2 separate regions of the Zea mays genome follow, and region 2 is linked to region 1. Evidence: chromatin contacts called from public Hi-C data. All regions are on one chromosome and are shown on one strand. Each heading gives the region's core, a stretch centred on a gene start, on an enhancer-like site or on the middle of the called end of the contact. The rest is flanking DNA. Distances are from core to core; before and after follow the strand shown. Region 1 has its middle 84 kb from the start of LOC100282992. Region 2 holds the start of LOC103637767 (pentatricopeptide repeat-containing protein).

Evidence for each region. A called contact is a pair of places that touch in the nucleus more often than the background predicts.
Region 2: a Hi-C map of ear shows a contact between it and region 1, with 2.5 times the contacts expected there. The contact joins the promoter of LOC103637767 here to the enhancer-like site in region 1. A contact is called at or near these places in 3 of 25 Hi-C or Micro-C datasets (ear, leaf and tassel).

What each region holds. Positions count from the first base shown.
Region 1 is chr1:111,798,468-111,801,391 of Zm-B73-REFERENCE-NAM-5.0, reverse strand. No RefSeq gene overlaps it. Among protein-coding and RNA genes, the nearest start is that of LOC100282992, 84 kb to the right of the region's middle. Within about 2 kb of position 1,426, at least 10 of the 20 cell types and tissues checked have an H3K27ac peak or open chromatin away from gene starts, as enhancers often do. A contact at or near this core is called in ear and leaf, where this site is marked.
Region 2 is chr1:112,250,095-112,253,168 of Zm-B73-REFERENCE-NAM-5.0, reverse strand. LOC103637767 (pentatricopeptide repeat-containing protein) reads right to left here and starts at 1,289. Exons shown (of 1, transcript NM_001301446.2): 1 at 1-1,289. The coding sequence starts at 1,087.

The DNA.
Region 1 (2,924 bases), core at 177-2,676:
GTATTTTCACTCAGATCTATTCTAACTCCCCAAGCATTTCACGCAGATTCATTCTAATTTCCAAGCTGGCACCCATCCCTATCCAACACAGACAAAAATGTTGTCAAAAGAAAACACGGACAAATCTTTCGTGTACATCCACATCACAAATGAAGTGATGTGCACGCGTTACACGTAGCGGGATGGAAGGCCACCGTATCTACCAGCCACTATTTTTTTATTGGATGCATGATTCACATGGTCAACACATTTCCTGCAGACAGACGAACTCAATTATTTGTTTTTCTTTTTTATTTTGGTGTGATACATCACATGGATGACAAGGGTATTATTATACTCAAATTAAGTGCCCTGTTGATGTATCCTCATCTTCATCATCAATTTTCAACGACACAAGTGTACTGAGGTTTTCTTTCAAACAGCGAATTATTTTATTTCCTTTGTAGGGCTAGTTTGTCAACTCTATTTTTTTCAAGAGATCCTTATTTTCACACGAAAAAATAAACTAATTTCTCTATAAAAAAATAAAAGTTTCAAACAGGGTTGCTAAACTAGCCCCAGTGACATGTTCCCCAAGCGATTTTGCTTGCCGGACATCTATGCGGCCTTCAGTAACTTGTATAGCACCAGCACTACCCAAATTGTTGTAAAATTAAATTCAAATTAGATATATGAAAAGAACACTCCGAGAGTGCATCATGGAAAATGGTTCAAAGGCCCAATTGAAAGAGGTTTATGTATAATAAATTTAAGAATGAGGCTCTTTTGCTGAAGCACCTCCATGTATACTTTAATAAAGAATAATTCCTTCGGTGAGTTTACTTCGAGAGAGATACTATTCCAATGATCATCTTCCAACATCTAGAAAAAAGGCTGTTGACACATAATTCAAAATTTGCTAGTAACATTTATCTTTCTTTGGGATTATCTATGGAATGAAAAGATTTTAAGTGTGGACTTTCTAGAGTTACATTCATTTGCCACTAATCTAGATATTTCTTTGGCAAAATCTCTAGAACTTCGTGAAGCTCATGATCGCTTTCAACTCCCATTATCTGAATAGGCCTATTCTCAATTAATTCTTACAGTTCCAGATAATCATCACAACTCTGCCACATCGATCAACTCAATGTTAAAGACTCTTGATCGTATATTTGTGGTTCTTTACCGTTCTCCTCAAATAAAGTATACAGAAGGTTCTTGGGTTCATCCTTTATTTATCAGGCAATAAGATGGCTCTGGAGTTCTTCGTGTGAGCTGAAACACAAAGTATTCTGTTGTCTCCTTATACATGATAGGCTGAACACAAGGGAGTTGTTAAAACACAAAAACTTGCATCTGTAATTTTATGATTGTGAGCTCTGTGTCGGTTGGCAGATCCGCGCTGATGGGCCTGCTGCCTGCAGCACTACTGATCCATGCTAGGCCAAAAGATGGATGGGCCACTACTGCTTTAGCGAGAGGAATTGAGGAACTCTCTTGTTCGGTCAACTTTTCGACAATAGTCAACTTGAACAAGCTACAACTTGTCCTTTACATATTCTCCAAATATCATACTCATTGCCCCATAATTAGCTTTTGAGCAGGCTAAGAATGTTAGGTGCGTTCAAATCATATTCAAAAGAGACCAATGATGCTGTGGGACTTTGTTAGTATTTGGTCAATGAGCAAAATATATTTGTAGAAACTGTTGAATAATTAGACAAATTTCAGTTTAAATTCCGAATATAAATCATGACCAAATCAGAAGAACTGAAATAACAAGCCAAATCAGATGATGCGTACTGATTAGACTTACAGATAGATGGCACGCGCCGGAATCAGCAGGGTCGACGATGTCGAAGTAGCGAAATCAGCAGGGTCGACGAGGTCAGCAGATCACGAGCAGTCGCGTGAAGACGCTTCCCAAAAACCTTATTCGCCCTCTCCCGGTGCAGGATCTAGAAGACGAAGGGTTCCGGAGACCTGCTCTCCTGATCGCAGATGCACCTCTGCGGTCGGGACGAAGGGAACTAAAAGGCGGTTCAGCTATGAAGAGAGGCGAAAGCGAAACTGGGATAATTTGGAGGCTGGCTGCCGGGCTCCTTTTATAGGGCCGAGTCCGCGACCCCGTGCTTATCCGCCCACGAAAATCTCGCAATCAGTTGAGATTTTATAGCAATCGGTTAGGATAAGCGTAACAGCCAAGAAACCAAAAAATCAAACGGCAAAAGGTAGCCGCGCCCCCGCAAGGCGAGGGGCCGGATTTCGGTGGACCATTCACGCGCATGTCGTGCGCCCGCGCCCTTCGCCCCGGCCCGGCCCGGCCAGGCGAGGCGAGCGAGCGCGCGCACGTGTGTGGCTCTCCACACACTCTCCTCTCATCCATGACTTGGTGAGTGAGTGTGGCTTTCATATTTAAGCTAGCTCTACTCCACTAGAGCTAGCAATATGGTGCTATTGGTTCCACATATTCCTTAGCCATCCACTTATATGGGCTTTTGTGATTTTCCTGGGATTTATTCGAATTTCCCAATTGGGCCTAGCCCATAAATCCTAACAATCCCCCACCAGATCTCAAATGCCCATCTGCAATTTTCGCCACTGTTCACTACTGTTTAATATACTAGTTTTTCAGCAGAGACTGTTAAGTTGAACTTCCGCCTAGAACTCCAAGCTACACCAACCCACAACTTGGATAATGGACTATGCCTTGAATTGCAAGTTTTGCGTGAATGGGTTTCACTTGAAGTCATGACCAGTACTTGGCTACCAGTAGTCCCCTTCTCGGGTGGAGCATATACGTCGTACTCCAAGGTCTCTTCATGAATTTACTAGAGATCACCCAGATCTCATAGACTGCGACGTTAGACAGTCTAACTCATATAGGTGTGTTCTTTCAAAGAATGTTCTGCAGGACAACATCTTCGCTAATACAAGCCAAC
Region 2 (3,074 bases), core at 40-2,539, 450 kb before region 1:
TCATTGAAGTCCATGTAATAGTGTTTCTTCTTGGCATCTTATCGAACACTGTCTGAGCATCAAATACCTCCCCACATCTGGCATACATGGTGACAAGTGCGCTCCCGACATGGATATCATATTTGTATAGCTTCTTCACAATAGCACCATGCAACTGCTTCCCAAATCTTAGAGCCTTCTCCTCTGCACAAGCCTTGAGGGCGCTGCAAACAGTAAATTCGTTGGGGCGAAATCCCTCAGACACCATTGTTGGGAACATCTGAAGAGCTTTGTCACTATGGCCATGCTGCACATAAGCCGTGATCATTGTTGTCCATGAGATAACATCGCGGGATGCCATCCTATCAAACACAGTTGAAGCAGCAGCAACATCACCGCATTGAGCATAGAAGTGTGTGATGGCGCTGTCAACTATCACATTGCTCCAGCCACCCTTCACAACGCAACAGTGGACCTGTTGCCCCAACCTGGCATCACATCGCTCCCCACAAGATTTCAACAGGCAAACAAAAGTCAAGCTGTTACCTTGGACGCCAGCGATCAGCATATCCATCAAAAGCCTCGCAACCTCACCGTGGCAGCCAAGCTTCTGATACCCATTCATCATTGCTGTCCACGACACGATACTCCTCTCGGGCATTTCGTCGAACACCTTCCTCGCATTAGCAACCTCGTCGAACCGCACATAAGCGCTGATCAGATTGTTGGAGACGAACACCCCCAGGCTGCCGAGCGACCGCAGGGCAACCGCGTGCGCTCTCCGGACGTCGAGCTCCCTCCGGCAGAAACGCAGCCAGAACGCGACCGCCTCCGCGTCCGGCAGCGACGGCGCTGCGGAACAAGGAAAATCCTTTCTCGGGATTTTATCCGCAGGGCCCCCGTGGCTATCAACCAGGTGGGATTGAGAGCGCAAAGACTGGTTCTTGGACTTGAAAACATGCGCCCTGACGCGGTGGAGCTTGCTCTTTTTGCTCCTCCCCTGCTCGCCGGAGCTGAGCAAGCTCCGCGGCAAGCAGCTTGGGTGAAACGACGAGCGCGGAGCACAGGTCTGGATTTGTTGGGGAAAAGTACAGCAGCATAGTAGCATCTGGACCTCCTCCCAGTCCCTGCGCCTGCGCGCACCTGGACTCGGAGGAAGAAGAGAGGAGCACAGCCAAGGCGCGACGAAGCAGGACGAGGGAAGGGGAAGAGTGGCCGCAATGGGGAAAATTCCGTGGAAACGGCAGGAGAGATACTCGCCGCCGCCGGCTGCCGGCGAGGAGTTGCGGAAGGGGGAAAGCTGAGTGGGTGAGGTGATTTTGATTTGCGGGAGAGTCTTTTATTTTGTGGGAGAGCACAGGATGAGGTGGTACAGCAGGTAAATCCTTGCAGCGAGTAAAATCAATCACATGCCCATGCCTCCATCGTCCATCCGCGTCCATTACCCGCCGCAGCGGACAGAAAACATGTCCGTGCGTGTGCATATTCTAATTTATAATTCGTTTAAATACTTTATACTAAATTTAATCGACTCATCTTATTAAAAAAATTCATAATTATTTGTTATTTTTTGATACAATATTATTTAGCATATAATATATTTTAAATGTAACTTTAAATTTTTCATTTTTTTCAAAAAAAATTTAAATAAGACCGTCAAACATGGCACAAAAATATCAAACAAATTATAATTTGGAAAGGAGAGAGTATATTCTTGGTACCCAATAATACGACCAAATAATTAAGGAGTTTCGTGATCATGACATGTGGGGATGAAGACTCCGCAATGTTGTTTAATGACTCGGTCTACATGTTAGAGATAATCTTATCTGAGCAGTCAAAGAGGTTTGTGTAAAGCTTGGGACAAGATTCCTAGTTAGATACAATTAAGATAATATGTATTTGGTCACATATGCATGTTTATCTGGTACTATAACTAGATAACCTTTTTGTAATTGTGTTCTCTTTGGACCATAAAATGAGGGTGAGACATCCCAAAAGGACATACATGCTCGACAGTTGGGACGTCGGGTAGGGGAATTTGTGACGATCATAGTGGATCTAATGGCAGCCATGAGCTTTGTACTAGAAGACGAGATTTTCTTCGGCACCCTTTAGATTCATTGTTGATGAGCTTGAGAATCTTAGGCTTGCCCCGGAAACCTTGCCGACCGTGGTGCCTCTCATTTAAACTTCCATAGATCCAATCTGCATGACGGACCAGACTCAAACTCATCACGATCTGATTCCGACTCAGGCTCCGACTCGGATTCTAACCCCCAACTCAGACTCAAATTACTATTATTCAGGAGATCGATTCGTCTTCATGGTGAACTCTAGACATCATAAGGTTCATCCCTCTGACCATGACAATGATGGCAACAACCAGGTGGTCAATTGGCGAAGGAATAAAGAAGAGCTACAGCGTGGACGAAATGCTCACGACCATATCCAGACGGTCGACTTTCAGGGACAGCAGGTCTATGACATGCCGATGAAAAAAAACATGACCTCGAAACTCCTTCTAGATAGAATTACTCCATTACTCCCTTAGGACAACATGTAGGATCATGATGACGTGAAGAAAATTCAAAACATGGTCGCATACAAGGCAATGTGCATGGATGCTCTAGTGGCTCTGACACCAACTCAGGATCTCGTCGAGTCATCTGATGATTCTACAAGAAGCTAGGACATACTCATGAGAGCCAGAGTCATTGGTAGGGTAAGTGAAAGTCGCCTAGAGGGGGAGTGAATAGGCGAAACCTGAAATTTAAAAACCTTAAACACGCACCAAGGCCAGGGTTAGCATTAGAATTAAATCGGAGTACGGAAGATAGTTCTCCTTGCTTAGAGTTGCTCAAACAATGCGGATAACTTTTGGGAGCAAACTCAAATCAATATGAGCAAGGGAACTTTTAGAGAGAGGAAAGAGGGGAAACAAATCAAGTGAAGATCAATAAGTGAACACGGTGATTTGTTTACCGAGGTTCGGTTCCAAAGAACCTAGTCCTCGTTGAGGAGGCCACAAAGCCGGGTTTATTCCAACCCTTTCCCTCTCTCAATCGGTCACACAGACCGGTCGAGGCTTCTCC